Regions from separate parts of the Hordeum vulgare genome. Here region 2 is linked to region 1. Evidence: chromatin contacts called from public Hi-C data. All regions are on one chromosome and are shown on one strand. The core of a region is the stretch at or near the end of the contact, and the rest is flanking DNA. Distances in the headings are between cores, read along the strand shown. Region 1 holds the start of LOC123425584 (DNA mismatch repair protein MLH1-like). Region 2 has its middle 11 kb from the start of LOC123425900.

Evidence for each region. Hi-C and Micro-C count contacts between places; a contact is called where the count stands out from the background.
Region 2: a Hi-C map of leaf shows a contact between it and region 1, with 4 times the contacts expected there. The contact joins the enhancer-like site here to the promoter of LOC123425584 in region 1. A contact is called at or near these places in 3 of 6 Hi-C or Micro-C datasets (leaf and seedling).

Annotation. Positions count from the first base shown.
Region 1 is chr2H:142,401,788-142,404,690 of MorexV3_pseudomolecules_assembly, forward strand. It overlaps LOC123425584 (DNA mismatch repair protein MLH1-like), which reads right to left and starts at 1,264. Exons shown (of 5, transcript XR_006621862.1): 1 at 1,135-1,264; 2 at 715-879; 3 at 51-228.
Region 2 is chr2H:142,889,436-142,892,554 of MorexV3_pseudomolecules_assembly, forward strand. No RefSeq gene overlaps it. Among protein-coding and RNA genes, the nearest start is that of LOC123425900, 11 kb to the left of the region's middle. Within about 2 kb of position 1,481, at least 1 of the 3 cell types and tissues checked has open chromatin away from gene starts, as enhancers often do. A contact at or near this core is called in leaf, where this site is marked.

The DNA of each region.
Region 1 (2,903 bases), core at 14-2,513:
GCACTTTAATGGGTATACAACTGTAGAATACAGATAACCAATAAGCTCACCTGTACTTGGTAAATTGTTATCAGCCTGTTCAGCACTTCCCATGCAATCTTTATTTTTCTTGTATAACTGAATGCCTTTGCCAGATGGATTTGGAAGGATGGGAGGATGAAGAGCATAGAAGTTTCCGATAGCAGCTGCTGCCGTTCTGAAGCACTCTTTCTCAACGTCCCAGGTAATCTATTACTCCCTCCGTTCCTAAATATAAGTCTTTTAAGCGATTTCACTAAAGGACTACATACAGAGCAAAATGAGTGAATCTACACTCTAAAGTATGTCTATATACATCCGTATGTAGTCCCCTAGTGACATCTTTAAAAAGACTTATATTATGGATAAGAGGGAGTATAAGATGGTAATCACTAAAAATTAGGACTGACAATTTGCAGACTTAAAGTACAATCTAGAACAAAATATGCCATAATGCAACAACTCCTGGAACTGAAATTACCAAGTGACTTATACAGTACAAAATAAGAAACATAAGTTACTTCTGGACAGCTGGCTGCCATATCTACATGAAACACCAAAATTAAAATTTGAACACGGTATCAGCCTGAAAACCTACTTGCCATCATCTCAGCAGGGAATGGATAAACAAATATCATGATCAAATTTAAAATACCATATGTAATGAACGCGGCAGCATAATAAAAGGAAACCTACATCATTTTCTAGACTCAACATGAACTCTGGAAGGCGATCCATATCAGGAGTGTACTGATCAAGTACAACAGGAAGTCTGGTCAGGTTGCCACCTTGATCAATGTGAATAGAGAAGTAGTACTCATTAATCATCTCAGCATTTTCTTTCAGTATCTCAGTGTTCACCTGCAAACGAGCACTATCTTCATCAACAGAGCGATGCTACATGAATCAAATGATCGAGCCGTATCACAAGAATCAAGAAACAGAAACAATATGCAGGTGGAGAAATAAAAAACTTACATCTGTTCTATCACCTATAAGATCAAAAACGCTACACCTACTGAATCTAGCAAAAACGAACCTACACCTACTGAATCTACTACAAACGCTAAATCAAAAACTAAACTACAATAGAAAGGAGATTGAGCAGCCCCATACCCCTTGACTTGCAGAGACAGGAGTTGATCCGGACGCCGATCCTGGTGTGGTGTCGGGCCGCCAAGCCATGCAGCGAACGGTGCCGCGACCGACACGAGGCTGCTAAGCGGGGCGGGCGAACAGGCACGGGAGGCGCCGGGAGCGCGGCGGCGGCGACGACGCGCACTGAGGTGGCCCTGGCGGGAGTGGCCGCTGGCGAAAGGTGAAGATCGGAGGAGGAGGTGAGGCGCGGGGAGAAGAGGGCCGGCGGGGCGCTGGGCGGGGCGCGGAGGCCGCGGTGGCGGGTCACGTTGATGGCGGAGGGCCGGCAGGGCGTGGGGTGGGCGCGGAGGCCGCGGTGGCGGGGCTCGTCGTTGGCGGAGGGCCGGCAGGGCGTGGGGTGGGCGCGGAGGCCGCGGTGGCGGGGCACGTCGATGGCGGAGGGTTGGCGGGGCGCGGAGGCACGTCGACGGCGGAGGGCGCCGGCGGTGGCGGGGCGCAGGAGGTGCGTCAGGCGAGCGGGCGGCGCGAGGCGGGGCCAGCGGCGGCGGCTGCGGGACGGGGTGGGCGGGCGAGTTCGTGAGTGCGGGGCAGTTTCCCAGCGTGAACGTGGGGTGGGTTTGGTGAGCGATGGGATCAGTAGTTGGTTTCGTTAACGAAGGGATTAGTGTTTGGCGTCGTATCTTATGCATCCGATTGTTTCCTGTATCCCTGCATCCAAAGAGTTTCTGCCATCGGATCTAATCGTGTTTTTGCACTGAAGCGCCCGCGTCCGGACCCTGTTTTTTGCAAATTAACCCTTGCGTCTTATCCCTAAACAGGAAACGGTGGTTATCCCAACTGCGCGGCGGTGATGAGCTCAGCAATCCCCAATCGAAATCCATCCGTGGTCGCTGTTGCCGGCGCATGTCCTTCCCGCGGGTCCTGACGTCGAGTCCACCGGAGTCCGCAGCCTCCGCACTGTCAGCTTACATCGCTCGTCCTACTTTCCGCTGGTTCTGACGCCGAGCTCATGCCATGGAGCAGCGGCGGAGAGGATCTGAAGGGGCGCGGGGGTCGTCGGCGTGCTGGGCGTCGAGCACGTACACGGAACAGAGCCGTGGCTCCTGCTGGTTCCTTGGTCGCTCGGGAGCTGCTGCTGGTTCCGTGGTCGCTCGGGAGCTCGTGTGCGTGCAAACTGCAAGCTATGGACTGGGATGTGCTGGGCGTGATTGCCGGTGTGCCTGCGTGAGGGCAGGAAATTGGCCGCCTGTTACAACTCTGAAATTTTCTTTGTTCTCATGTGATGTGTGTATCATGTACTTGTTGATTAGCCTTCTGAGTAGCTAATCGATTGCAGTTTTCTGTTTGCTCAGCATTCGTGTAGCTTGAAGTTTACAAAGTGAATGTATTATTGATTGTTCAGAAAGTACCGAATGTAAATTGTTGTGGATGGAAATTTCCGAAAGAAACATTTGCTTATGCTTTGTTCCTATTATCTTAAATTGTTGTACAACTGAGAACAACTTGAAGACAATTATTTTCCATCCTCTGCTTCAATCCATAGCATCTGAGATCATTTTTGCTAGACTGCTCGGCAACGGTACATATCACTTTTGCTAGATTGCAAGAGTTATGCTGACACAAAATCCTATTTGGTTACATATCACTTTTTTCTTGGACAATTGCGACTATCATGAAATCCTATTTGGTCACATGTTTTGCACAAGTGTGCAACCTTGGTCTTGGCTTCTTTGTTCTTCTTTTGTTGTGCTTCCCCTTTCAGCTCCTTTCCTCTCTTTATTCTTTTA
Region 2 (3,119 bases), core at 231-2,730, 490 kb after region 1:
CGTGTACGCGGTTAACGGGACGGAGTCGCCGGTGGTGGCAGTGGCAAAAGGAACAAGCGCATGGAGGCAGAGTGGAGAGACATGGGCTGGACCCGCGTCCGAGTCGGTAACACCCACGATCCGACGTCTCACAGAGTTCCTTGCCCACGTATTCTCCATTCCTGACCGACAAAAATAAGCGCGTAGGTATGAGCTCAGCTCGGTTCATTCCCACAACCCGCGACGAGGGGGGCGGAGGAGGAGTGCGCGAGGGCCTCGTCTCTTCTCTTGCTCCAATAGTATGTAGAAGAGAAACTCTTATATAGGGTCCAACTCCTTCTCCACTAGCGGGGTGGGACTAAACTTTCCACCACCCCTTGTCATGCCACCACCTACATGGGCCCTTAGATATTTTCTGAAATTGTCTCATTGGCTTTAAGCCCGTCACAGATTTCAACAAGTTCCTTAAAAGGCGTAATTGGTTGCTCCGGCAGATTGAATGCAGAGCAACGGCAACAAAAAAATTGTTGAACCTGCATAATATTTTTCAAATTTAATAAAAAAATATTGTTTAAAAAAATTAGCCCAATGTTGGTAGGATTGACTCATGGTATTACATTATTATTTTTCGGTGTAATAATCTTTCTAATGAGTTATATATTGCAATTTATATGTTATGCAGCCTCCTTGATCAAATCGTCCTTGTTGAAATATGAGATGGGCCTAGGATCCATATAACAATCTTAAAAAATGTACAAGAACTCATATGGGTCTCACCCTGATAGCGGAGAAGGAATTAAACCTCGTTATAAAGTATTTCCTTTCAGTGTCCTGCCTTTCAGATTTTGCCATGTCATACTTTACACACAACTGAAAGCGGATTTAATTTCCTATTTTAGTCCTTAGACGTGGGATCGGTGTAGGCCGCATAATCGTTTATTTTTAATACTGCGTTGGTAGGGTCTTGAACTCAAGACCTCTTGACTGTGATACCAGATTGAATTCATGCTCCAACCAACTCATTCAAAAGTTCGAACTGATAGAGAGAGATGGGTAATATATTTCAACATGTATCACAATACTTATAGCTGGCGTTATTCTAGATTAATAATTTAACTATTTAAATATGCATTACATTTAATGAAAAAAATATGTTTAAAAACTATATTCTCTTAAGAATCTAATGATATAATTTTGATAACATATAACACATATTTAGCTAGTCAAATTCATGATCTAAAACTACACGCACGAACTGACACAAAGGGAGTAGTGTTCTTCAATAACAAATTTTTAGATACAGAGGGAGTAATTAAGACTAGGTATGACAGTATGTGTATGATCAGCTCGATACTTTCCATGTAACTAAACAGAAGATAGCGATCATCTCGCTGGCTATCAGCTGCACCAGACACCGCGACCTATCCTCATGGTGAACCCTCCATGCGCCGATGACGCCGACCATTGCGGAAGCGGCGGCGCCTTCGCGACCTCTCCAGGGTCGGTGACGACGACGTGCTTGTTGTCCAGCGGCAACATGCACAACGATGGGTTCCCCTTGCCCACCACATGTACGCCGCCATGCAGAGATGGTGACATTCAGAGTGTGAACATTCAGAGATCTTAAGAAAAAAAACATTCAGAGTTTCATGATCACAATATCTATGTGTTGTAGGTTGTAAACACTGAGATATTTTACCACATTAAAATTGATCTTGAGCTTCTTCAAAACTCTACCAGTGGTATGTAAAATGTTAAGACTGAATGTTGACATTGGCCAGTGGCAACGAACGATTTCGCATTTACATTATCCTCCAATGGTACAATCATAAACAAATTAAAATTGATCTAATTCTGTCATGCACAGGAGTAGTTTACACTACACTTTATATACAAGTGCTAATGTAATTGAAGATGGTGGAATTCCAATAGTATGTATCTGGTGACTAGGTGAAGCTCCAGACTGTTGCTTTAAGATTTGTGCAAAGTATGATGTCGCAAAATCTGAGGAGGAACCCTAGGCAGGACACTGTGAGACCCCGTCAAATAAAATTTTCTTCCGTGCCAATGCACCTATAAGCGTCCCTAAATTATGTCTGATTATAATAAACAGTGCAGTTTATCCTGACCATAATAATTAACAAAAAAAATTGTGATCTTCGTGTGATGCTAATTATTATATTTTTGGTACACCTGAGGTTTTTTTTGTGATCTCTACTTGGAGATAAAGGGGAAAAGCCTACATATAAAAGCCTCTGATCAAAGGTTGATCTGTTGTGTTTCTAGAATTATGGTATTGACCTAAAAATGGAATTATGCAATGCAATCTTCTGGAGTTTGCTATATATTACTAGCTTCCTTCCATGTGCCTATAGCTACAATAACTGAATAATGACAGAACTGCAAGGCATTGAAAGATCTCCACTTGGTGCATTGGTTACAAACTTTCTTTATAGAGTGAATTATGGTGTTTACCCCCTGTTTTGACATTTTTTACATTAATTCCTCCATTTAGCAGGATTTCATAAGTTTCACCCATTTAGAAAAAGTGTCATCATAATTTACCTTGTTTGAAATTTTGTGAGGGTTTTTATCGATGAGTCTCAATTGCAAGGTCTAGCTGGCATGCCACTCGGTAGGTTTTTTCCGGATTGTTTTTTGGCACACCGAACCACATCGCCTAGCTTCTCCCTACCTGTCAAGCTCGATATGATTGCACCAGAGCAGCTCGCCGGCACCGGATGGCCAAGTCGCCCAAGTCGGATCGCACCACACGCGCCTCCATTATTCAAGGCACACACAATCTTTCCCTTGTCTGGCCCAAAACCACTGCCTCCTTCGTTTCGAGGGGGTCGAACGATATAGGCAACGTGTGGCAGGCAAGACTTCAAAGCATGGCCACTAGCGATCCTCGGAGTCAGCGACAGCCAATAGCACAATCTCCTCCCCTCTCATGAATGGTCATGTCCTTTGTTTTTTACCCCTCATGGTTAGGGTTTTTGTGGCTATATTTTCTCTCAATTTGGGATGCATATTTGACAGGTTTAGGCTACTCATTTCCAGTGATGAAATGACTATACTTGATCAACGTGGCATGTTTTCATTGAATAAATTATAGGAAAAATTGTTTGTGATATAAT